Linked DNA regions of Mus musculus: regions 1, 2, 3, 5, 6 and 7 are each linked to region 4. A link is a contact called in public HiChIP or PLAC-seq and promoter capture Hi-C data. All regions are on one chromosome and are shown on one strand. The core of a region is the stretch at or near the end of the contact, and the rest is flanking DNA. Distances in the headings are between cores, read along the strand shown. Region 1 holds the start of Hap1 (huntingtin-associated protein 1). Region 2 holds the start of Kpnb1 (karyopherin (importin) beta 1). Region 3 holds the start of Mrpl45 (mitochondrial ribosomal protein L45). Region 4 holds the start of Wipf2 (WAS/WASL interacting protein family, member 2). Region 5 overlaps Jup (junction plakoglobin). Region 6 holds the start of P3h4 (prolyl 3-hydroxylase family member 4 (non-enzymatic)). Region 7 holds the start of Nt5c3b (5'-nucleotidase, cytosolic IIIB).

Region 1 (3,498 bases), core at 825-3,324, 1.5 Mb after region 4:
GTCATCAGAGTCTGAGTAGAGCTGAAGAAGGTCATCTCGCAGGTTCACCTGCTTCCGGAGATGTAAAATCTAGGGCAGGGGAGAGAAGCCACGGAAAGATGAGCACAAGGGGGCAGAACGGGTGCTAGTCTGGGGAGGGGACACACGGAACTCTCCCTGGTCCTTAGGAACCCAGATACCTCCTCCCTGGCTGAGCCCAGCATGGTTTCCAGCTTATTATTCTCCTCCATCAAGACACTGTTCTGTTTCACCAGGGACTGGCCGATCCGGGCGGCTGTGTTCAGGTCCCGTTCTTTCTGCAAAAGAAGAGCCAACCATTCCAATTCCTTCGAAGTTTCCGGGACCTCCCAAACAGGAGGGAGAAACCAGGGCTAGGTCACAAGAAGACTATCTCTCCAGCACCCAGTCATCCAAGTACCAAAGACTATTAACCATCTCCTGGGTCTGATAAGATCAGTCCAGATTGGTCCTCTGTAATCTACTTGCCTTCCAGGAAAGGGGCCTTCAAGTTGGCTCCCAGGCAAGAAGAAAACAGACAAAAGCCCGAAGTCCTGTAGGGCAGAGTTAAAATGAGGGCTGGCCTGAGTGAGGAAGGCGGTACCCACCTCTTCCAGCAAATACAACATCACTTTGACATCATCTTCGGTGATCTTCTTCGTGGGTGGTGGATTAGGACACAACGCTGCAGGAGGAAAGGCCCAAGTGGGTCAGGGAAAGGAGCCGAGGCTGCCCATAGACCACTACACCCCTCACAACAAAGATTGTGAGACTGCACTCCATCTGGCCCTAACACCCTCTCCACAGCTCCGGATCTCCCCACTCCTGCTTTCTCAGGAGGGGCCTGGATGCTGTAAAGGCAAAACCATCCTCTGGGCTCAGGAACTGGACTCTCAAGACCCCTGGGTCTCTGGGCCCCTCGAGATAAGAAGTCAGGGAAAATACTGGGCTCATCATGCCCACCCCCAATCGGCATCTTAGCCATCACTGGAGTCTCCTCGATCATAAAAACAAATGCAGTCACCCATCCTAAACCTGTTGCTTGTCACAGGAGGGCCAAGTAGACTTCTTCAGCACCCAGAAGCGGGCACCTGAGCCTAAAATTGCCCCCGCCCAGAAGAGGAGGGACAGAAGCCCAGTGCCCCGCCCACTCCTCCCTCTTCATTCCAGCTTCGGAAAAGTACGACCCAGACCCCCTGAGGACAAGTAGTGGTCAAAGGCTCCCCTACACACACACCTCTACCCACCCACGCAGGCTGGTTCCTGCGGGCTAGCGCAGGCTCAAAGCGCACCCGCAGCCCCCGCCCCTCTGCTGGCACTGCGGTAGACGGGGAGGGGGCACTGAGAGTGCGCAGATCTGCCACAGCAACAGGCGCGAAGAGGCGGGCGGAGAGCGCGAGAGAGCTCTGGACCTGACGCACCCACAATAATCGGGAAACCGGAAAAGGGGGGGGGGGAGATGGGGAAAGAGAAACCAAACCGGCACCGCAGACTGTGGTCTCGCGGGGGTGGTGGAAAGGTGGAACTAAGAGCCACAAGGGGGCGGGGCGCCTGAGTCGGTGCACCCCCTCCTACCTGGAGATGCCCAAATAGTGCCCAATGCGGGATCCCCGAGACTCAGTTTACCTTCCTGCAGCTCTCGAATAAACGCCGCACGCTCAGGGCCGGACACGCCGGGCCTCCGGCCGATGTACGCGGCTGGTGTCTTCCAGATTCCCTCGGCCTTTCCAGTGCCCAGGCCAGTGGCCCGGGGACCGTAAGGCCCCTGGAATACGTAGCGGGTCCATGGTGCGTCCGAATCACCAATGATCATGGACCGACAAAAGCTTCCTGTCTTGGTTCGGGATCCTGATTTTTGTCCGGACCCGGTTCCCTGCGCTGGAGCAGGTTTGGGCTCCGCCGAGGGCTCCGGAGCGGGACCAACTGCAGGCTGGGTCGTGGGGGTGCCTGCTGCTGGGTCCCCCGACCCTGTCCCGTCTCCCGCACCGCTCTGCACCTGCTCTTTCGGGCGCATCTTGACTCCGCAGTCCGCTGCCGCAGCCGGGGCTTTATAACCTGTGCTCGGAGCGGGCTCCACTGGGCTGTACCACGCGTGGCGCTAGGGGTGACCGTTGATCAGTTAGTGGTGCCGAGGACTCAGGATCCTGCAAGAAAGCAGCCAGTGGTGACGAGATAGGAAGTAAATAAAAGAAGAAGAAAGAAAGAGATGAACTAGTGCCTAGCTTATTCCGTGGGGTCGAGTCCACGGTGATGGATTTCTCTTCCCTTCCATCTTCTGAGAATGGTTCTGTCCAAAGCCGCCGCTTCCCTGGACTTGAGTAGAGGGACCCGTAGCTTCTGCCTAGAAACAACCCCCCCTTCAGCCCCCCGCGCGCGCTCCCGCCACCCCAGCTTCCAGGGGCTTTCTGTGTTGCCCTACCCAACATTGTGTACAGACCGAGGTGACCTGAGAATCGAGGCAGTACGCCTGTGCCTTCCCAGGTAGACTAAGCGAGAAATCCAAACTCCGGTATGGCTTTCAACGTGTTGCGTGTCATCCACAGGTCCCTCTCACTCTCGCGCTCGCCCCTGGACGTCTTCCATCTTAGTGCGTTCACTCGTTCTTTATTTCCAACCCTAATTCTCAAGCCCTACAGTCCAAGCAAGCACCTGTTCTGTTCTTCAAACATTCCAAAAAGAACATCTTCGGAGGGGATCCTGCTTAAATGTTTCGCTGTGACGACTCTTCAAGATCCCCGTGTACACACACACACACACACACACACACACACACACACACACACCAAAACATCCGTTATCCCAGGGTCTGAACTGATCGATGTCGGTCTCCACGACTTTACCCGTGCTCTTCAGCTCATGGACGGACGTATGCTCCCCAGAAAAATGGCTACTTTGGAAGCTGGCTCTCAGTCCTGAATGAACTGGTTTAAGGGGTGGGAGCTAGGGAGGGCAGTAGCCATTTCTGTGCTTTTAGACTGGGAGACAGGCTAAAGGGAGATGGATGACTCATGGACTCAAGTCTCAAAATCGTTCTTGATGTTCTCCATTCTCCACCATCCTCCAGTGGACAAGGCTATTGACTTTACGTTTTTTAAAATATTTATTTATTTATTTTTTATATCTGGTGTATGAAGGTGTCCATGTCAACATCAGTTGTTGTCCGTCCCTTGCCACCTTATTTTTTGAGACAAGGTTCCTCACTGAATCTGGAGTTCAGCACTTTGACTAGACTGTCTGGCCAGCGATTCCCCAAGACATCCACTTAACTCCACCCTACCCCTCAGCCCCGGGGTTTACAGACAGGTGCCACCATACCAGACCTTCATGTGGATGCTAGGGATCCAAACACAAGCCTTTATGTTTACACGCAGACCGAGACAGTTTACACATGCGCACACACATGTATGTATGTATGTATGTATGTATACACACACACAGACATACAGTTTTATTTGTGCATATGAGTGTTTTGCTTGCTTGTATATCTGGGCACCACTACCA
Region 2 (3,501 bases), core at 924-3,423, 1.7 Mb before region 4:
ACAATGTGAATGATGAATTGTCAAGAGAAATTGGTTTCATCCCAGCACTTAGGAGGCAGAGGCAGGTGGATTTCAGAGTTGGGAGACCAGTCTGGTCTACAGAAAGTGAGTTCCAGGATAGTCAGGGCTATATAGAGAAATCCTGTCTTGACTCCCCCCCGCCCAAAAAAAAAAAAAAAAAAAAGAGAGAGGGGAAAAAAAAAAAAAAACTGGCTTCATTTAGAAGCAGAACATACCAGGGAGCCTATGGTGTTTTGGACCTAATGTGAACTAACAATGAATCATCCAAAAATCTATGTTTTGAAATACAGGTCCAAAAGATAATCATCTATAACACCCCCCTTCCTCTTTCTGAGCATACAGAGGCACACACAGGGGGGTGGGCCTGTACGTAATCTGTCCAATCAGGAATGTTATAGAAGGCCAAAGTAGACACTTTTTTTAGTGTTAGCAAACTCTTCAAACACAGGAGATAATTCTCAATGTAAGCAAACTCTACAGTAGGCTCAGAACACAATTCTCCAATTTCTATTCTGTGCCACTGAAGAGTTAGGAGCAGGAAAAAGGGCTTCTTGCAAAGTAGCAAAAGCAAAACCAAGAATATACTATGAGCAGAATTCTCAGTCTACACTAAAAAGGAAATGCTTGGAAAGGTGTGAGATAAAAAAACCTTAACACAAGTCGCTTACCTCTCCACCAAAAGTGGTCAGTACAAATCAGATATGTCGCTGTATGGATGTTACTATTTTGCAAAGCTCTCACAAAGGACATTGGGTTACAATGTTTTTTTTCACTTTTTAAAACTTCCTACCTTTAAAGAGACTTTCCATATCATCCACGCTTCCCTCCCCTTCCCCCAAAAAGGAGAGGAGAAACATTCTGGCAATAGGCTGCTTCAATAATCCCACATTTTCCTATACAAAAGTCAGTCACTTTTTCTTTTCTCAAATGTACTTCTTAAATCCGAAAGTATGAAAAACGGGGTTACATTTGTGATTTATCAGAGAATAGGCTCAATCTCAGAAATGAGCCTCAGCCTGAGATCCTTAAAGATGAGTTCTCTGAAAACCTAAGTCCAAACAGAACATTCGTGCACTTAGACCAGGAATGGGATAATAATGGGCAAGAAAAAGAAAAAAATTGTGGCAATGGGTCCAGAGGTGGTCGGGTGCCAGGCGTGGCCATGAGCACAGACCAAGGGAGCTGGGGAAGGGTAGGGCTCTGGGAAGTAGTTGCATACTGCCTCAAAACCAGGGGACAGGAAGGAGAGGCCGGCCGCAGCCAGTACAAGGCAGGCGGCAGGGCGCAGAGCTTCCACATGGCCCCTAGGCCCGGCTCCCCAACCCCCACCCTTGCTGAACACGCAGCGCCATGCAACCTAACTTCCCTTCCCTCCCTCTTTCTCCCTCCCGCAGCACCGCCGCCCTCAGGCCGCGTGGCGATTGGACGGCGATCACCCCGGCGCGCCTCGCTATTGGCCAGACGCGGGGCTCGGGGCGGGACACACCCACCGGCTTCCCGATGGCGGGGTTAGGTTGGGCCGGGCGGGGGGGTAGGGGGACGAGCTGGGGCGGGGTGGGTTCCTGAGGCCTGGGCCTCCAGGAGGGCGGGAAGGGCCGCACGCAGGGATGGGGACGCGGCGGGATGGGGCGCGGCGGGGCGGCACGCACCAGATTCTCCACGGCCGCACGCTCGAGGAACTTCTGCGCCGCTTCCAGCTCCAGCCGATCTGCCGGGAGAGATGGGGGGAGAGGCAGCGGGGTCAGAGGGGCCACCCCCTCCCCCACCCCGGTCACCTCGGCCCGACCCCCCGGCCCCGAGTCCTACCCGGAGACACGGTCTTCTCGAGGATGGTTATGAGCTCCATGGCGGAGGTGACGGCGGCGGGGACTCCTCGCAAGACGGCGGCCCGGCCTGTCGGGCGGCGGCTCCGACTGGGGATGGGGGTTGGGGGTCGGGTGGGAAGGGAGGGTGGGGTGGGGGGTGGGGGTCACCACAAGCCCATTCACCGGCTGCCTCTGGCCAGGCGCTCCGGCTCCCCTTCCTCCCCGCTCTCCTTCCTTCCTTCCGCCCTCCTAATGTGCTAGGCGGCAGCAGCTGCTCCTCTGGCGGCGGGGGAGGGACCCCGGGGGCAGCTCGGAGCGCGGCTGCTGCTCGGGCGGCGGAGGGAGAAAGGAAGGGCGGCAGTGAGTGAGTGAGAGGCGGATCGCAGGGAGGGAGAGAGATCGAGGGAGGGAGGCGGAGGGATATCCTTGCCGGACCTCTCCGCGGCGGCACCGCGCTGCCCAGCGATTGGCTACGGCCGGGGCCACGCGGAACCCCCGATTGGCCGGACGGCTAGCGTTGAAGGGCCGCCACGCGCCCATTGGCCTGCGGGCTTCAAGGTCCGGTTGGCTGGGCGGGCAGCGGGATGGGGCGTGCTTATTGGTCGAGGGGAGGGGCTCTGGGGTGGGGCAGGTAAGAGCGCGCCGCTGATTGGGCTGGCCCGGTAAAGGCCTTCGGGCTCAGCCCGGCTGTGCGCGGGGAGAAGGGTGGGCGGAAGGTAAAGGCTCCAGGCGCGTCGGATTGGCTGGGATCCTGGACGTTGATAGGACGGGGCGCCGGGAGAACTGAAGCGAGGAGTTCGGGGTCGCCGCCGCGCGGAAAGGCGGGAGGCGCCCAGGCTCTTAGGAGTCTGGCGCGGAGCACGACGGGACGCCTCCGGGGTGGGGCGGAGCTGCGCGCGAGTGGCTCGGACTGCGCGCTACGGAGAGCCGTCACTCGCCGCGGTGTACGGAAAGCGAGCCTTTCGCGGGCCTCGGAGGGGGCGGGGACGGGAACCGTTAAAGTCCTGCGCCGCGCCCACAGGAAGCTGCCTTCATGGTGAGGTCGGCTTGCTGCCGCGCTCTGTGCGGAACCGGACCATGAGAACCACGTGGTTCACCTTCCAACGTGCGGATTTGCAAACTGAAGCCCAGAGAGAGAGTGGAGCCTGTCCAAGGTCACACAGCCCATTCCAGACTCGAGCAGAGCTGGCTTCAGGCGCCCCTAATTGCCCTTGGAGACCCCGTCGGGGCCCTGGACTGTTAACAAAGTTTCGCGGAGGCGCGTCCTTAGACCACTTAGCAGTTCCCATAAAGCTTTGATGTCCAGACTTCGTTTACAAGATCTGTGTAGTATTATATAAAGAACGTGTGCATTGACGAGCTGTAGCGACACACCTGCCATCTCAGTATCCCGAAGCCTGAACTACAGTCTGAGATCTTGTTTCAAAAACAAAAAACAAATACAACAAACAAGATAAAAATACGTTGCATATAGTTGCTTAACATTCCCCTCCCCTCATTTGGATACCCAGCTGCAAGTCATGGGGGGATTAGGAGCATATGGGTCAAAATAGCATGTAAATTGTATTGTTTTTAAGGTGTAAAGAAATTGCCCTACACTAGCCACACTTTGGAAACTTGGGATTTAGTGTTCTCTGAAACACTTAAAGTCATAGCCTCGTGGGGTTTTTTAATT
Region 3 (3,544 bases), core at 951-3,450, 1.5 Mb before region 4:
CTGGAGCTCCAGTTATAATGTGAGTGAGCCTCCAATGGAGAGGAGAGACAGAGGGGAGGGGGAAGAGAAAGAGGGCTTGGCTTGCGGGGGTGGGGGGGAGCCAAAATGTCTGGATTATTATATAATGAAGAGCCTCTGAGTGATAGGAAGTCCAGCCCCTGGGCTGGAAATTTCAGCATAGAGGGTAGGACATGCCAGCCATGCCCTGTAACAGGTAAGGACTAAGGGATGCTGGGAGAACCTGGAGCCCAGGTCTGCTTTGGCATATTAAATATCCAACTTAGCCTCTTGTCGTGAGTCTGAACCCCCCCCCAATATATATATATATATATATGTGTGTGTGTGTGTGTGTGTGTTGTATGTTTGTGTGTATACATATACATACATGTACACACACACACCCTGCTGCTAACAAGGACTCCTATTCTTTAGGTTCAATTTAAAAGTCTTACTAGGCCGGGCGTGGTGGTGCACACCTTCAATCCCAGCACTCAGGAGGCAGAGGCAGGCAGATTTCTGAGTTCGAGGCCAACCTGGTCTACAAAGTGAGTTCCAGGACAGCCAGGTCTATACAGAGAAACCCTGTCTGGAAAAAACAAAACAAAACAAACAAACAAACAAAAGTCTCACTAGGAAAAATGGGAAAGAAAAGTCTGCCTTATAGGATTTCCTTTTCACTGTTGTTTAAGAGATTTTTAAATGTGTGTGGATGCTTAGCTGCCTATCTTTATGTGTACCATGTGTGTAATGCCCTCAAAGTCCAGAAGAGGGCATCAGATCCCCTAGAATTGGATTTACAGGGGCATATGCGTCACCATGTGGATGCTGGGACCCGAACTTGGGTCCTCTGCCAGAGCAGCAAGGACTCTTTTTTTTTTTTTTTTTTAAGATTTATTTATTTAATGTAAGTACACTGTAGCTGTCCTCAGACACTCCAGAAAAGGGAGTCAGATCTTGTTACGGATGGTTGTGAGCCACCATGTGGTTGCTGGGATTTGAACTCCTGACCTTCAGAAGAGCAGTCGGGTGCTCTTACCCACTGAGCCATCTCACCAGCCCAGCAAGGACTCTTAACACCTGAGCCATCTCTATAGTTTCTATTTTCTTTTTTAGTTTTTGTTTGTTTGTATTTTTCTGAGGGAGGGTTTTCTCTGTGTAGCCCTGGCTGTCCTGGAACTCTCTTTGTAGACCAGGCTGGCCTCGAACTCAGAAATCTGCCTGTCTCTGCCTCCCGAGTGCTGGGACTAAAGGGGTGCGCCACCATGCCTCAAATTTTCCAAAACAGCTAATCAAAAGTAACAGTGACCACCTAAGAATCCATCTCAGAGTGAACCAAATCATATTAGGTACTGATAGGGAATTAGCTTGCAGTAGCCGAGAAACTGAGCAGAGGCCAGGCAGACATGGGTTAGGATGTGTTACATAGTCTGTGTGGCTCCAGGATGACCTGGTTATCACACTGGGATTCCTTTAACCACTGAATGTGAAGCGATTTTGGAGTTGTTAAACTCTATGTACCTGACTCTCAGTTCTGCCAATTATTTGTTTAAATTTGAATTACATATTTAGTATCTCTGGCCCAACCATATATGTAAAAGCAGGAATATTTATTGCTTGTGGTGAGGATTAAGTTGATATATGTAAAATGCTTAAATTGCCAGGCGCCTAGTAAACAATTTTGAAATACCAGTTATTACCAAATTTGGTAAGTGGTATTTTTGGAAATGATATGTTTTGGGAAATGACAGATTCTTGTTAACCCACGTGCCTTTTGCTTTTCAGTAATCACAGCGGTCAGCTTCCCTAACGGAAAGGTATGAAAGAATTTTCACATAGAAAACTAGGTTGGTTAAAGGTTTAAGGTTATACTGCATTTTGAGGTCAGAAACACACCCAGAAACTATCATTTTCGCCCTAAATACCTCCAGTGAATTCCTTGTAATGAAAGAAAACACTTATCTTAAAGGCTTCTGATTTCAGAGGGAAGCACTTTTTCGTTTTTTTCACCGATTGTAAATAAGGTGTAACAATGTGTTAAGGAACCAGGAATGCAGCAACCAGAGTCCCACAGAAGCCTCCTGCGCAGGCGCAGCTGGCTCTCCCCGTCTCCGACTGGCGCGTGACAGCCGTGCGGTTTACCCTACTTCCAAAGTGGTTTCATTGCGCACGCGCGAACCCACTGCGCGTGCCCGCGCGCCCCTCCCCTGGAGAGCGTGCGCGTGCGCGCGACTCACCTTTCGGCCTGGGGCGCGCGCCCTGGAAAATTCCACTCCCCAGCTCGCTCCGCCCTCTGCGCCTTTTCTCCGGCTCGGTGATCTGCGGCTAGGCTAGCATCCCGGCGGCCTTTGCGCGAGCAAAATGGCGGCCCCCGTACCTCGGGGCTTGTCCTCCTTATACAGGACTTTGGGATGGTGGTCTCGGCAGGTGGGTAGAAATGAAGCGAATGAAATTTTTAGGGACACAAAGAGGAGGATAGAGTAGAGGGGAATAATCATGCTGTGGGCGTTGCTGAGTTTGGACCATACGAGTCAGACTTCATCTGGAGAAGAATTTGAGGTGTATGCGATCCCCTCTAGACAAGTCTCTCTAGACAGCCTAGACGAGGCTGAGCATTAAGCTTCTTTACGTTAATTCTAGTCTTTGGAGAGAAGATGTTAAAAAGGAAAGTAATGGCTTGGAAGATGAACCAGCTCTTTTACATTCTTAAAAAATTTTTTTTTGAAAAGGATAGGAGTTTTGTCTTATCCTAGAGGGAAAAGGTCACCTGACTTCGTAAAAGTTTATTGGTCAGTTAGGAGCTAGAAGCAATTTGCTTCTGAAAAAGCAAAACAGAAGTGTGGGGGAAATGCCAGGGAGATCTTGTTTAATGCTTTAGTAATAGCATTCCACTCTTTTCAGAAATGGGTTAAGTGAGGTTTACAATTAAACTGAAAGTTCTTTGGCACTAGGACCTCTGCTTTAATCATCTCTGTATACAGTAGTACTGCAGAATGTATTAAAGGAAAGTTTTTACTGTTGATTGATGTGAATACAGGTTATTAATTGGCTTGTGGCAAAAGCCATCCCTAGGTGTTCAAAAAGTAATATCGTTTCTCCATAATAGTCATTTCATAACTCCTGAAGCATTCTTTAATGGGATGTCTTTCTATAAGACTTTGCAAACAGTTTGCTCAAGATAGATTTATCCTTTCCAAATCACCTATACGCTAACTTTTTTTTTTCATCTCCCAGCCCATTCTGGTGACTCAGTCCACAACTGTAGTTCAAGTTAAAACCAAAAGCCGTTTTAGACCCCCAACTCCTGAACCCAAGTACAAAACAGAGAAGGAGTTTTTGGAGTATGCCAGGAAAGCGGGATTGGTCATTCCACAGGAACGGTTGGAGCGCCCTATACATTTGGCCTGTACAGGTAAGGAACTATTTCTGGGATCCTGGTTCAGTTCTCTATTGTCAGAGGTCTGGTGTATGCTTTAGACTCTGATTGATAGCAATAAATTAACCACTAAGTGGGGCTGGAGATATGACTTAGCGGGTAAGAGTACTG
Region 4 (3,629 bases), core at 239-2,738:
AAAGATTTATTTTATATATGAGTGTACATTGTCACTGTCTTCAGACACACCAGAAGTGGGCATCAGATCCCATTACAGATGGTTGTGAGCCACCATGTGGTTGCTGGGGATTGAACTCAGGACCTCTGGAAGAGCAATCCGTGTTCTTAACCACTGAGCCATCTCTCCAGCCCCCTTCTTCTTCTTGTTTTGTTTGTTTTGGTGTTCTGAGGCAGAATTTCTCTGTGCAGTCCTGGCTGTCCTGGAACTTGCTCTGTAGACCAGGGTGGCCCCCAGCTAAGAGATCTGCCTGCCTCTGCCTCCTCTGAGCTACAGAGCCCAGCAAAATTCTACTCATCTTGCAGGGGCTAGTTCAAACCATTTACAAATCTCTTCTCATTCTTCAGCAGGAATTCATCACTCCTGTGACATCCCGGCACATGTCACAACTCTAATCGCACACTGACTTGGACGTCAGCTGTCTGTTTACATGCCAGCCCGCATGAGCACCATACACCAGCATGGTGAGCTCCCGGAGGGCAGAAGCTGTCTGCTTGAGTCACATCTGGAACCATCCCCAGGTACAGAGCTCAATGAATGGCCCAAAGCAAATGTTCAATGTGACATTTAGCACTAGTGGGTGGGGCAGAACAGAGGGAAAACAAAAATAATAACAGGCTATGGCTTATCACATGCTTTCCCATTCATTCATTACCTGATGAGCCTTCAAGCACTGTGAGAAAGGACAAACACTATGAGGTAGCTGAGACCCACGAACACACAGTTAGTGAGTGGGGATTAAGTGCTAGCTGATATTGGCCTTTTACTTGAGGTTCAGCCCTGGTCACTGGGTTGACTGGATGGAGAAGCAGTGAGACATAGGGTAGCAATGGGGTTGCTTGGTGTGGTGGCGAGCTTTGTGTATGAAGATGAGATCCTTAGTCATCGGCAACAGAGTTAAGCAATGGAAACCAGCAAGCGACAAGGACTCCCCTCTCTCATCCAAGCACCTATAGAGGAGTTCACAACACCATGCCTCAGCCTACCGAGCTGGGGATCACTAGTTAAGTGGTTACAACGACCTAACCAATGACCTGCTAGAAGAAGCTCGCCTCTCTGTTGCTATGACAACCAGAGCTTGTCTGTTGGGCCTCTTCAAGGGTACTCTAGACCATATTAGGGCTTATGGTGTGTGTGTGTGCGCGCAAAAAAATAAACACGAAAGAAAACATACTTGAGATACATCAGTTAGCTCACTGGTTCTCTACCTGCGCAATTTTAAAGGTCGAGACGCTCAGGCCGCATCCAACCAATTAAATAAGCATCTCATGGACCGAATCCTGGCATCACTCGTTACTGAAAGCCTCGCAGGCGGCCCCAGTTGCAGTCCCAAGATGCAAACGGGACTTCCAACTGCGGACTCGCGACCTTCTCAAGATGGTGGCGCTCCGCCCCCACGTGCGCCGGTAGAGGGCAGGCTTCCCTGAGCGCATGCGTCCCGCGGCCCTCGGCCCTCGGCTCCCTCCTCCTTTTCCCCCGCCTCCATTTTGTTCGCGGACGCTGGGGACGGTGGGAGCGGATCCATTTCCGGGTTGGTAAAAGGGGCGGCGGCGAGAGAGAGAGAGAGAGAGAGAGAGAGAGAGAGAGAGAGAGAGAGAGAGAGAGAGAGAGAGAGAGAGCGAGAGAGAGCGAGAGAGCTTGCCGCGGGGCGAACGAGCAGGACTAAACCAGGACTGAGGTGACGGAGGATTCGCTCCCGGAGCAGCCCCCCGCCGAGTGGGAAAGACGCCGGGGCGGCTGAGCCCGCCGCTGAGGTGACCTGCGGACCTGAGTGGGAGGGAGAGCCGGGAAGGGGGGACTGTGGTGGGGGGGGGGAGGGACACCGGAGGAGGGGCCTGATGCGGAGAGGGGGTCCTGGGGGCGGGGCCTGGAGACCCTGGAGAGGGGGCGTGGGCCATCCGAGTGGAGGGCGGCGGGGACCGACTGAGCAAATGGGCAGGAGGGAGGTTTTTTGAGAGACAGGAAATTAGAGATCCTGAAGGGTTGGGTGAGGTGAGTAAGACTGGCAACTCTGGGTGAGGTAGGAGGGGAGCCGTGCGCGGAGGGGGAGATGGGGAAGGGAGGACCTGTTGGGGAAAGGTAATTATTGGCAGGATGCTCTCGAGTTTAGGAGGATCGGTGTGACGTTTCGGGATTGATCGGGGTGAGGAGGAGGATTGAGAGCGAACGTGTTTACACTGGGGGAGATGTTGAGAGTGTGGGATGAGAGGGAGTCGGAGTGATGTTCTGAGATGCTCTTGGAAGCACCTGCAGTTGAAGGATCCCTGTTGGAGCGGCGTGAAATTGAGGGAAGATGAAAATCTGAAGGCGCTCGCTAGACGTAGGCTGTGTGTGCGGTCGAGTTACTGATTAGGAAGGCATATTCTGGAAGGATAATATTGAAACGAGGAGCTGGAGGAAGCTGGTGTGCACTGGAATCTACCTCTGTCCCCGCTTCTGCTGGCCTTTAAATCCTGATCCACCTGCTACATCTGATCCCTGAAATTCTTCTTTCTTTTTCTCTTTCTCTTTCTTTTCTTTTCTTTCTTTCTTTCTTTTTTTTTTTTGAGACACTTTGTCTGTGTAACCCTCACTGTCCTGGAACTCAGAGTCTGTAGACCAGATTGGCCCGGAACTCACAGTGATCCGCTGGCCTCTACCTCAGAGGGAGGCGTGGGCCACTATGACTGCCCAGCCCCGTAAACTATATTTGTTTGTTTGTTGTTTTGTTTCTTTCAAGACAGGGTTTCTCTCTGAAACAGCCCTGGCTGTTCTAGTGCTCACTATGTAGACTAGGCTGGTCTTGAACTCGCAGAGATCTACTTGCCTCTGCCTCCTGAGTGCTGGGATTAAAGGTGTGTGCCACTACCACCCAGCTATCTTAATATATTTTTTAAAAGATTTATTTATTTTATTGTATGAATACATTGTTGATGTCTTCGGACACACCAGAAGAGGGCATCAGACTTCATTACAGTTGGTTGTGAGCCACCATGTGGTTGCTGGGAATTGAACTCAGGACCTTCAGAAGAGCTGACAGTGCTCTTAACTGCTGATCCTAGTATCTTAATTAAAAAAAAAAAAAAAAAAAAAAGGAGTGGGGCTTGGTGGTGCATGCCTTTAATCCCAGTACTCGGGAGGCAGAGGCAGGCGGAGTTCTGAGTTCGAGGCAACATGGTCTACAGAGTGAGTTCCAGGTCAGCCAGGGCTACACAGAGAAACCCTGTCTCGAAAAACCAAAAAAAAAAAAAAAGATTGGGGGCTGGAGAGATGGCTCAGTGGTTAAGAGCACTGACTGCTCTTCCAACAGTCCTGAGTTCAATTCCCAGCAACCCCATGTTGGCTCACAACCATCTGTAATGAAGTCTGATGCCCTCTTCTGGTGTGTCTGAAGACAGCTACAATGTACTCATATAAATAATAAATAAATAAAACTTAAAAAAAAGAATTTATTTTTAATGTTTTTGAACATCCTGTCGCCGACACACCAGAAGAGGGCATCAATTCAATTAAAGATGGTTGTGAGCCACCACGTAGTTGCTGGGAATTGAACTCTTGATCTCTGGAAGGGCAGTCAGTGCTCTTAACCACTGAGCCATCTCTCCAGCTCT
Region 5 (3,218 bases), core at 315-2,814, 1.5 Mb after region 4:
CAGAGAGTGGACACACCAGAAATCTTCACAGAGACAACTAGCTACTCTTGTAAGGGGAAGGCTGGTAGTCAGCCATCAGAGAGGATGGTCAATCAGTTTCACCATTCTCCCTACCAACTCAGAGAGCCTGGGACATTCTTCCACAACAAGCAAAAGTATAGGTTTGGCCATTCTCGGGGCGGAGAGGCCGCACCCAGTTAGGTCTCAGCATTCTTCACCCTGGAAACACAGGTCAGACCTTCTGCAATGCGCCCTGGACAGAACCAGGGTGGAAGTGAGGGAGACGGTGGGGGGTGGGGGGCCCTGCCCAGGCACTGGGCCAGAGATGGGTAGAGACAGAGACAGGGACAGGGCGGGTTTCCGAGTTGAAAGGGGGACCTTTGTTTAGCAGTGGGACTCTGCTCCATTGTTGGTGGCAGGGAGGAAGAAGCCAGTTTAGAGATCACAGGGTGGAGTAGGAGGAGGACAGGAAGAGAGAAGACACAGGCCCTTGAAGGGTATGCAAAGGTCCCTTCCCCCACTGGCTCCAGACTGGGGAGGGGGGGTGGTCAGAGCCCTGCCCTCCATGCCTGTTCTTCCATACAGCCAGCTGGGGTGCTGGCACCACGCACCCTCCGTCCAAGCTGTCCAGCAGAATGACGCCCAGTCCTGACTTTAAAAATAACCCCTCCAAGAGTGACAGCAGCCTCCGACCTAGCCAGCACCTGCAGGGACAGTCAAGCAACAGGCACAGCCACGCTGGGCTGCTAAGTGACAGTAAAACACCTAGAAACAGGCTCAGGAGAGGGCTGCCTGAGAGGCTGGGCTGGACCTGGATGCAGAAACAAAGCACGGGGCCACACATGGCAGGCAAAGCTGGGCTTCCCCTGGAGGTCCTTCGGGCTAGAGGTTGGCACCCTAGGCACACCCAGACCCACACACAGGCTTACATCAAAGCAGGAGAGCAGAGGGATAAACATCTTTACAAAGGGTCCCCATCAGAACCAACACCTAACTGGCTGTGGGCCTTTGGGCAAGTCAAACCATTTATGTAGTCATGGGACCCCTTTTCCTCAGACTGTATGTAACCTGAACATAGCTGCCACCCAAGCAGTAGCCAACCCCAACAGAACAGTCCCCACCTCAGAGTAAGGGCTTAGAGAGGATACCAGCCCTAAGCTTCCCTTCTCAATGCCTCTGGATCCAGCTGAGATACTGCCAACAGTCCCAAGGACAGAAAGAAACACACACTGTCATGGCTCGCACAGTCAGACATAGAAACTTCTAGAGACTGCTGATTCCACGAGGGAACCCCTCACTGTCCCCCCAACCCCAGCACCCCATTCTATCATGGTGAGAGGTTCCTGGGCAGACACCATGATTTCTATCACCAGAATGGCCCACACTGGTAAGAGAGGCAGCACAAGCTACTCGCGCATGGCCGATGCTGATGACCAGAGAAGACAAGGGATGTTTCAAAGGAACATTCTCACTTCCAGCCTGGAGGGCAGCCCAGGCCAGACCATGGCTGAGAAGAGGTCTGGAGTGGGAGAGGCTCAGGCCATGACCCAGCTGCTGTTTGTTCTCTTCTGGGCTGCTTCCCAAAGCAAACAGAGCCGGGTGGGAAAATGGAGGGGGCTATGTAGCAGAGGGAAGTGGCCTGACCTAGGAAACCTAATGGGTTCCCCTAACAGAGGGCTCCAGCTGCATCCCTGATGAGGACAGCATCCCAGGCCGGCAGATGAGCCCAAACCAGGACTCCTGGGAGTGGAAAATTACTCCAGCTGTTACAAGCCCCTAGCCAGCACCATTGGGCTTAGGCAGTCCCATTAACAGCAGTTGGATGCCAGCCAGTTAGAGTAGGATGTTACAGGCGTAGGGCTGGACAGGAGGGACCTGAACCCTTAGTCCCTGGACAACGCAGGCTGCAGCAAGCAAAAGCTTTGCAAGAAGGCTTCAAGCAAATGCCTTAGTTGGGGGGAGGGGCGGGCTGGAGAGATGGCTCAGCGGTTAAGAGCATTGACTGCTCTTCCAGAGGTTCTGAGTTCAATTCCCAGCAACCACATGGTGGCTCACAACCATCTGTAATGAGATCTGCTGCCCTCTTCTGGGGTGTCTGAAGATAGCTACAGTGTACTTGTCATATATATAAAATAAGTAAATAAAATCTTTAAAAAAAAATGCCTTGGTTGGGGCTGCTAGGATGGTTTAGCAGGTAAAGGTGCCTGCCTGCACCATAACCAAATGGCTTGAATTTTATCCACATGGCAGAAGGACAGAACTGACTCTTACAAGTTGCTCTTTGATTTCAGCCTGTATGCGGCAACACCCCCCGAAATAAATACATGTTTGGAAAAATAAAAACTTGCCATGTTGAGGGCACAGGAGGGCTTCGCGGATGAGCGGCTTCTGAGTGAAGTGCTTGTATGGCATGCCCGGAAGCCCTCCCTGGGCTCTAATCCCTGTATTGTGCAGGAATAAAAGCAGCTCACCTCTGTATACAGAGCTCACATGGAGGTGGAAGGTCAAGAGCAAAGGATAGGAGGGGAGGGAGGGAGGAAGGTTCAAGGTGGCTACCTCACACAGTTCAAATTAAAGACAGCTGCTTTTTATTCTCACAAATTTCTGTGCATTCCTCAATTTAAAATAATAAAATAAAATAAAATAGCAATCAGCCAGCCAGTGATGGCGCATGCCTTTAATCCCAGCACTCGGGAGGCAGAGGCAGGCAGATTTCTGAGTTCGACGCCAGCCTGGTCTACAAAGTGAGTTCCAGAACAGCCAGGGCTACACAGAGAAGCCCTGTCACGAGAAAAACAAAAAGACCAACTGAGCACAGTGGAGCAAGCCTTTGATCCTGACACTCAGCGACAGAGAAACAGCCCACAGTGAGGCAGTTTGTCGATTGCCTGGCCTCTTCTCGCCATCACTAGACATAAGATCTCCCTCCACACTGGGAAACCGCAGAGAAAGCTGAGCACCCTCCTCTGCAGCCAACCAGAAGTTAAGAGGCCAGGAGGCTAGCACAAGCAAACGGTCAGACGGTCAAAGAACTCTCTCTCTCTCTTCGAATCTAGCCCAGGAAGTTGCTGGAAAATGGGACGGTCAACCACATCCCAAGAGAAAGACCTCAGGGTGTCTGTCATCTGTTGAGACACAAATCCCAGTGACCTGTCCCGCCCCATCTCACTACCTTTTTCTTTCAGAGAGTTACTGGGCCAGCCAGCTGTCAGACGCTG
Region 6 (3,491 bases), core at 524-3,023, 1.6 Mb after region 4:
ATGAAATGCTTGTCACACAGTATATTGTGCAGGCAAAGAAGCACTTGTTTCCTACTGCCCCGTAACCGAATCCCTGTCTGACATGAGAGAGAGAGAGAGAGACAGAGAGAGAGAGAGAGTGTGTGTTCTGGGAGAATAGGGGTCCTGATAATAGTTCTTTCTGCCTCACCGCTACCTCCCTTGAAGGGCCTTGTGGTCACGGATCCAAAGACTAGCTGTGGTTCCTCCACCCAGCCCTGCTTTCTGCACACACCTGCCTGGAGTCAATTCCTCATCTCCGTTGTTGTTCGAGACAAGGTCTATAAAGCTTCAGTTGCCCAGGAACTCACTCTGTAGACCAGGCTGGCATTGGACTCACAGAGATCAGTCTACTTCTGCCTCCTGAGTGCTGGGATTAAAGGCCTGTGCCACCGTGCCCTGTTCTTTTGTTTTTTGAGGCAATCTATTTCTCTATATAGCTGACCCAGAATTTGCTATGTATACCAGCATTTCTCTCATCAGACTGGAGACAGAAAAGGCCTGACTCGTGTGTAGCTTTGGAGCACTTTGCTAGACCTGTTGAATGCGGTCACCGGACATAGCCACGCATTAAGAGGCCTTAGAAGGCCTGGGAAGCCAGGGCACTGTGGGTGAGGGATACCTCACAGTGGTCTGAATGGTATATACCTGCTATCGCTGGGTAGAAGTCCTTGAAGTCTACCTGCTCGTGGGCCCCCTCACAGCCAGCTAGACACCGAGCAAAGACCGTCATATATTCAGCCAGGGCCCGCTCCATGTCTTCTGTGCTGCTGCGAAAGTCCCCGCTGTTGTAAAGTTTCACAGCCCGGAGGAACACAGCCTGGAGAGGTGCATGGCGGGGGTAGTCAAGAAGACCCCGAAGGCTCATAAGGTGTGTGTGTGTGTGTGTGTGTGTGTGTGTGTGTTGGGTGAAGAGGTTGTAGGAAGGTGTACCAAGGCTAGCCATCCCTCCCACTCTCTCCACACCTCGTAGGGCTGGGCCTCCAGGTCGGTGAGGGACTCATCTCCAATATCCAGCATCCCCCTGTAGTAGTTGAGATACTTGGCGGTCAGCTCGTGCTTGGGGTTCCTCTGGAGGAAGGTGTAGGCCGCAGCCACCGCCTTCTCCAGTCGGTTCGCCTGGTGAGGAGCGTGGGGAGTGGGTCAGTGGGGGCCTCGGACGCACCGCGGGCCTCACGTTCTAGGGAAACTCGACGGCGGCCCCGGCCGCGCCCACCTTGAAGTGCGCGTAGTGCAGGTACTGATAGGGCAGGCGGCTCTGGAAGTCGCGCAGCAGCTGCCGCGGTGGGTAAGGGACTTGAAAGGCGGGCAGCGTCTTCTTGCAGCGCCGCAGGCAGGCGGCGCGCTCCAGGACGTGACCGAAGAGCCGCAGCTCGCGAGCCCAGTCCTCGCCATCGCCGTCGTGGTCGCCGTCCGGGCCGGACGCGGGCCGAGGCTGAGAGGTGGCGGGGCCACTACAGTTGGCGTGGCAGAAGGCCTCGCTGTCGCGCAGCAGCCGGTGCAGCCGCAGCGCCGCCTCCAGGTAGCGCGCGCTCTCGCGCCAGCTTTCGCCTTCGTATTGCTCCAGAGCGTGGCCGTAGGCCGTGGCCAGTGGCATCAGGTCCTCCGGAGGGAATCCTCGGAAGCTGTATTTCTCGTACTGGGCCCCGGCGCTGCCCAGCAGCAGCCACAGCAGCCCCCACGCCCCGCGAGCCATGCCCGCACCGCGCCCGGAGGCTTACGGAGCAGCCGGCGACCGTCGGGCTCCAGCCAGCTCGGGCTCCAGCCCAGCCCACCCCCAACCCCCGGAGCTCCTGCTGGGTCTTAGCGCCGGGCCCTAGGCTAGAGCCGGGAGGCTGGAATGCCTCTCTAGGACCGTCAGTTGACGCTCGAGTCCACTACGTGGGCTGGCCCTCGACCACTAGCAATGCTTACACCACCACTGGCCCTCCCTGGCAGACACGGGTGGGTGGGGCTACGTTTCACGCCCAGAAAGCCCCTCCCCACAGCAGTGTCGTCCCCCCCCCCCCCCTTAAGTGCCACCTCTGTCCTTTGCGTAGGCAAAGTGGACGAAGTCACATAATCTGGTCTTTTTCTCCTCGAGTCTCCTCTGCTCCCCCTAGGTGGCCCGGTAAACACCCGCGCTGACGTCGAGGCGTACACACCTCTTGTTACCCCGCACACCTAGCACTGACACCATCAGCCTCCCGCCGGAGCAAGATTCCTGTGTCTTCAGTGCAGCCAGGCTTTTGCAGGACAAAACAACCTTTCACCTAGAGAACATTCTCCCTAACCCCCCTTTCCTCTAACCTTTCGCGGGAGGAGAGTTGGGGCGGGTGTGTGTGTGTGTGTGTGTGTGTGTGTGTGTGTGTGTAGAACTGAAATAGCCCTCAGATTACAGCCTCACCTGCACCAGAAGGGGCCTAGATTTGGGGTGCCAGGGAAAGCTAGAGATTCCTCCAACAGGCTTTAGGACCCAGAGACTCTGGAAAAAACTTTTTCATTTTGGAAGTCCACTCCAACTTCTCATCTTTCCCGAACCTCCCTCTGGGCCAGGCCCCGGGTCTCAGTCCCGGATGGAGTTTTGGGGGAGGGAGACTCAGAGATCTTTGTGGCAAATTCCTTGGACTCCAGAGACTCTCAACCTGGCCCCCACCTCCTAGTTCACCATAAAACATCACCCTGCCCGGCCAGCTCATTCTCCCCAGCCCCCATTCCACGTGGACCCGCCAGGGCGGGGTGGGGAGAGAGGACAGGAAGGGGGGGAGTCAGCTCTGAGAGGAGGGGGAAGGAGGCTAGCGGCTGGCGTCCGCTCTCACTGCCGGCGTCCCTGGTCTGGGCACCATGTTCCTTGTGGGGTCCTCCAGCCACACCCTCCATCGGCTCCGCATACTGCCGTTGCTGTTGCTTCTACAGACCTTGGAGAGGGGACTGGGCCGTGCCAGCCCGGCCGGAGCCCCCTTGGAAGATGTGGTCATCGAGAGATACCACATCCCTCGGGCCTGTCCCCGAGAAGTGCAGATGGGGGATTTTGTGCGTTACCACTACAATGGCACTTTCGAAGACGGGAAAAAGTTTGACTCCAGGTAAGAGCTTGGGCACTCCCGGACTCAGCACCACTTTCCTGAGCTTCCAGAGAATGTTGCCCCTTCTAAGGTTTGCATTCCTGTAGTGCTTTCATAATCCTTTGCCACAAACAGCATCCTGGGGAGAGCACCTCAAAGGATGCCTCCTATCTTCAATACCAAATTTTCAATTCCTAAAATATTCCCGCCCCCGCCCACGACCCCCTCCTAGCCCCCTGGAATATTTGATGCTCAGGTGAAGCGCCACATATACTTACCATAACTTAAACACAAATGGTACCCTGGCACGCAATCTTAGAGGGCAAAGAGACTGTGCCTACTACACGTAAACCCTGAAGTGAGTGGATGGATGGTCTGCCTGGTGCCGCCTCCCTTTGCACACACTCTGGCTCCCTGTCTATTTCTCTC
Region 7 (3,665 bases), core at 326-2,825, 1.6 Mb after region 4:
CACTTTAAAATAATAAAAATAAACCCAATAAGAAAACCATATCTCCTTTACTGTAACAACTTTTAAAAAAGAATGATGGAAGAACAAAACCAAGTGAAACTAAGGAGCAAATCCAGAGTGTCTCGAATGGTTGATAAGCTTCCTCTGACCCAGACTCCCTCTGTTTTTGAGATAAGGTCTTCCTATCTATCCTTGTCTGGCTGAGACTTAATATGTAGAGCAGGTTGGCCTCGAACTCACAGAGATCTGCTGCCTCTGCCTTCTGAGTGCTGGGATTAAAGGTGTGCGCCACCAACACCCATGCAGCTTCCTTTTCCTTGCCTAAGTGACCTTGAACTCTTTCTGGAATCCAGGCAGCCTCTGAACTTGGGATCCTCCTGTCTCAGCCTCTGGGATTACAGGTCTCCCCACACTGTGTTTAAGGAACGGAGTTTCTTAAGATTTCAGTCCTGGACGCTGTGGTTCAACCCCAGAAGCATACCACAGCCATGTTTGAGCAAAGAAGGGAATGACCCACCTCTTTGCGACAATCCTCACTGATAATTTTGCTGTTATCCAGAATATCTGAAAAAAGAAAACACACACACACACAAGACTCCCTTTATTTGCTCCATAGCAGTTGTCATCTTGAGCCCTACAAGGAAAGCTAAAATGTGACTTACTGTGGGAAGAAGGGCATCGCTGTCCATTGTAAGCAAATCTGCTCAGGGTCATGTCAAAATCGGAAATCACCTAAGAGACAAAGGGCGGATGATGGTGGTTGACTAGGTTGACTGACTAGGTTGACTAGGTTGACTGACTAGGTTGACTAGGTTGACTAGGTACTGGTCTATCCTGGCCCTTGCCTCAGCCTGGGGTAGCGGAGGAAGTCTAACCAAGCTGCAGCAAAGCCTTTGCAAGGTTAGGGAGAGACAGAAGAAAGAAGGAAAAAAGTGACATCCTGTGTCAGGACACGAGTTAACCCTGAAGAAAACAAAGTCCCCCAAATGTGGGGGTGACTTTCTGTGGCATCTTTATACACTGGTTCTTTCTTAAGGTGCCTTCCGACCTTTGTGGATCTCCCTTATCTTCGACTGGGGGAGGGAGGGGGGCCTCCACCCACTTGCTTTCTAAAACCAAGCGGCAGGAAAAGGGTCACATCTGACTACTCTGAAAGTTGGCTACTGGGGGAGGTAGGCTCTTTCCCGAGGTGAACCAATCTGTTTGTCCATGACCACCCTAGGGCGCAGGCTCGCAGAGCGCGAACCCCAGTTGGCGGGAAGGCCGCAGGGCAGGCACCCTCCCGCCCTACCCCAAGCCCCGGTACCTGCAGGCGGTCTCCTCCGCCCCTGCGAAGGGCGCCCACAATTTCCTGCACCCGTCCGGGCTGCCGCATCAGGACCGTGGCCTTCATCAGGCTGCTTACCTGTCGTGAGACCCAAGAGACCCGCTGACCCGAGAGCCGCGATGGGCATCAGGACAGCTGGGTCTCTCCGCACCCGCGATCCCGCCACGCGGGACCGTCCCCGCCCGTGGCCTCACCTCCTCCGCCATCACGCCGCTGGCCTGGTGGGCGGCCCCGAAGACAGCGCCCGCCTTACAGCCACACTGCGCAGGCGTCGCCTCGCACTAGTCGCGTCGGTCTAGGAGCTGCAGGCCGTTTCCAGGCTGGCTCCGGATACTGGCAGGAGAAGCAAGAGTGGGGAGTGCGGGGGTGTGTGGGGGAAGATGGTCTACTGTGTGTGGGGGTGGGGGAACGTTGGGGGGCGAGGGGGGGGAGTACCAAGACGCTGGGGTCCTGTATGTGGGCTGGCTGTCATGAGGCTTTGGTGTGTATGGGCGCCTGTCACTCACTCTTTCTGGAACACAAATGCAATCTTTACTGGGGTTGGGGGTCACTGCTTAGTGAGAGAGTTCTTGCCTGCAGGTATGAGGCCCTGAATTTCATCCCCTGCATTGCAAAGAACAACCCACTAGGTATTCAAGTGCATTTTGGACAGGGGGTGTATCCAGGAGACACTTCCCTAACTGGCTCTTCATCAGCACCACAAGCAAAGTAAGGCAGTAAGGCATCTCAGGGGCTGGAAGACCCTGGCCAGCATGATATTTGATCAGCTCTGCTTCTGCCTCTGCACCCATGGGGAGCCCAGAGAGAGCTTTGGAAGGATGCTGCAGGGAGGTGGGGACCCAACCTGAAGATGCAACAAGCAGCAGACTCAGTAAAGGCTCAATTGTGTTGGTGGTCACAGTTCTGCCCTAGGTCTGAGGTCGAGGAAAGAGATGTGGGGTGGTCTACCTGTATGTTCTGGGGGGAGGGGGAGGAAAAGAAGGGGCAAGAAGGGGGTTCCAGAACCTGAGAGCACAATCCTGAGTGATCTCACTGCCCAGGATTCTGGAACTTGGGCTGCCTGATGGTCCCTATATGAAAGATGTAGTAGGGAAAAGGAGCGACAGCTGGCTAAAGGGGCCCCCCATAACCCTCCCCAACACCCCAGGAGAGCAGCCTCTCTCCCCTGGTCCCAAGGAGCCATGGAGATGGAGAGCACCGCTGCCTCCACCCGGTTCCACCAGCCTCACATGGAAAGAAAGATGAGTGCAATGACCTGTGAGATCTTCAACGAGCTCCGGCTTGAGGGCAAGCTCTGCGACGTGGTCATCAAAGTCAATGGCTTCGAGTTCAATGCCCACAAGAACATCCTCTGTAGCTGCAGCTCCTACTTTAGGTACACCGGAGGGGGGGGGGGAAGCTGAGCCGTGTCTCCCATCACTGAGGCTCTGTGTTTGTTTATAACTGGTTTGAGCTGTTCTCAAGTCTAAGCTTTGTAGGTTGACAGCATGCCATTGCAGCGTTAAAAAAAAAAGTTGGACAGACCTGATCCTACACTCTAGATAAGGCTCCGAAAGGACCAGTTTATAATCCAGGCATAGTGGCTCAGGCCTGTAATCCCAGCAACTGGAGAGGCTGAGGCAGGAGAATCAGTAGTTCAAGGGCAGCCTGGGCTATAGAGAATCTATTTCTAAAACAAACAAACAAACAAAAAAACCAAAACAACAACAACAGGAAGATAGTAAATATCTTTTTTTTAAAGTTTGTATTTATTCATTTATTTTATAGATGGATATCTTGCCTGCATGTATGTCTGTCTGGGCCACATACATGATGCGCCTGAAGAGGCCATAAGGGGACATTGGGTCCCCTGGGACAGGCATTGCAGACTGTTGTCAGCTACCATGTAGGTGTTTGGCATGGAACCTCGTGTTCTGTTGAAAAGAGACCCATCTCTACAGCTCCAAGATGTTAAATAGCTTAAGCTCAGCGGGCCATGTACTCTGGCAACCGTTCAACCTCTGCCTTTCTATCAGGAACTGCCAAACAAGGCCAGGATGTTTCTGTCCGTCTTTAATCCCGGTACTTGGGAGGCAGAGGCTGGCAGATCTCTGGGAGTTCTAGGCCAGCCTGGTCTACATGGGGAGTTCCAGGGCTACATAGGTGAGACCCTGCCTTAAAAAAAAAGAAAAGGGGGCTGGTGAGATGGCTCAGCAGGTAAGAGCACCCAACTGCTCTTCCAAAGGTCCTGAGTTCAAATCCCAGCAACCACATGGTGGCTCACAACCATCCGTAATGAAAGCTGACTCCCTCTTCTGGTGTGTCTGAAGACAGCTACAGTGTACTTACATATAATAAA

Evidence for each region. Promoter capture Hi-C pulls out the DNA fragments that hold promoters and counts their contacts. HiChIP or PLAC-seq counts read pairs in DNA pulled down with a chosen protein or histone mark.
Region 1: a contact with region 4 is called in an H3K27ac HiChIP or PLAC-seq map of embryonic stem cells, with 4 times the contacts expected there. The contact joins the promoter of Hap1 here to the promoter of Wipf2 in region 4. A contact is called at or near these places in 3 of 39 promoter capture datasets (hippocampal neurons, liver and pre-B cells), 3 of 115 datasets of contacts at active chromatin or transcription factors (embryonic forebrain, embryonic stem cells and forebrain) and 1 of 9 other capture datasets (adipose tissue).
Region 2: a contact with region 4 is called in a promoter capture Hi-C map of liver, with 3 times the contacts expected there. The contact joins the promoter of Kpnb1 here to the promoter of Wipf2 in region 4. A contact is called at or near these places in 2 of 39 promoter capture datasets (liver and pre-B cells).
Region 3: a contact with region 4 is called in an HNF4G HiChIP or PLAC-seq map of pancreatic cancer cells. The contact joins the promoter of Mrpl45 here to the promoter of Wipf2 in region 4. A contact is called at or near these places in 1 of 484 Hi-C or Micro-C datasets (B cells) and 1 of 115 datasets of contacts at active chromatin or transcription factors (pancreatic cancer cells).
Region 5: a promoter capture Hi-C map of liver shows a contact between it and region 4, with 9 times the contacts expected there. The contact joins the enhancer-like site here to the promoter of Wipf2 in region 4. A contact is called at or near these places in 5 of 39 promoter capture datasets (the 3T3-L1 cell line, the C10 cell line, hippocampal neurons and 2 more) and 2 of 115 datasets of contacts at active chromatin or transcription factors (embryonic forebrain and epiblast stem cells).
Region 6: a contact with region 4 is called in a promoter capture Hi-C map of hippocampal neurons, with 11 times the contacts expected there. The contact joins the promoter of P3h4 here to the promoter of Wipf2 in region 4. A contact is called at or near these places in 2 of 39 promoter capture datasets (embryonic stem cells and hippocampal neurons) and 1 of 115 datasets of contacts at active chromatin or transcription factors (pancreatic cancer cells).
Region 7: a contact with region 4 is called in a promoter capture Hi-C map of liver, with 5 times the contacts expected there. The contact joins the promoter of Nt5c3b here to the promoter of Wipf2 in region 4. A contact is called at or near these places in 5 of 39 promoter capture datasets (hippocampal neurons, liver, pre-B cells and 1 more), 2 of 115 datasets of contacts at active chromatin or transcription factors (embryonic stem cells and pancreatic cancer cells) and 1 of 9 other capture datasets (adipose tissue).

The regions. Positions count from the first base shown.
Region 1 is chr11:100,354,067-100,357,564 of GRCm38.p6, forward strand. Hap1 (huntingtin-associated protein 1) reads right to left here and starts at 2,075. Exons shown (of 13, transcript NM_177981.2): 1 at 1,624-2,075; 2 at 606-682; 3 at 180-296; 4 at 1-69. The coding sequence starts at 2,011.
Region 2 is chr11:97,185,719-97,189,219 of GRCm38.p6, forward strand. Kpnb1 (karyopherin (importin) beta 1) reads right to left here and starts at 2,174. Exons shown (of 22, transcript NM_008379.3): 1 at 1,828-2,174; 2 at 1,671-1,729. The coding sequence starts at 1,867.
Region 3 is chr11:97,313,516-97,317,059 of GRCm38.p6, forward strand. It overlaps Mrpl45 (mitochondrial ribosomal protein L45), which reads left to right and starts at 2,201. Exons shown (of 8, transcript NM_025927.4): 1 at 2,201-2,424; 2 at 3,232-3,409. The coding sequence starts at 2,359.
Region 4 is chr11:98,862,110-98,865,738 of GRCm38.p6, forward strand. Wipf2 (WAS/WASL interacting protein family, member 2) reads left to right here and starts at 1,489. Exons shown (of 8, transcript NM_197940.2): 1 at 1,489-1,793.
Region 5 is chr11:100,389,672-100,392,889 of GRCm38.p6, forward strand. The region is part of intron 1 of Jup (junction plakoglobin); the gene reads right to left. Among named protein-coding and RNA genes, the nearest start is that of Jup, 6.5 kb to the right of the region's middle. Within about 2 kb of position 1,565, at least 107 of the 459 cell types and tissues checked have an H3K27ac peak or open chromatin away from gene starts, as enhancers often do. A contact at or near this core is called in liver, where this site is marked.
Region 6 is chr11:100,412,943-100,416,433 of GRCm38.p6, forward strand. It overlaps P3h4 (prolyl 3-hydroxylase family member 4 (non-enzymatic)), which reads right to left and starts at 1,774. Exons shown (of 8, transcript NM_176830.3): 1 at 1,235-1,774; 2 at 985-1,137; 3 at 667-838. The coding sequence starts at 1,714. Fkbp10 (FK506 binding protein 10) reads left to right here and starts at 2,752. Exons shown (of 10, transcript NM_010221.2): 1 at 2,752-3,083. The coding sequence starts at 2,842.
Region 7 is chr11:100,439,523-100,443,187 of GRCm38.p6, forward strand. It overlaps Nt5c3b (5'-nucleotidase, cytosolic IIIB), which reads right to left and starts at 1,576. Exons shown (of 9, transcript NM_001102650.2): 1 at 1,522-1,576; 2 at 1,307-1,405; 3 at 663-732; 4 at 518-564. The coding sequence starts at 1,533. It overlaps Klhl10 (kelch-like 10), which reads left to right and starts at 2,402. Exons shown (of 5, transcript NM_025727.3): 1 at 2,402-2,702. The coding sequence starts at 2,509.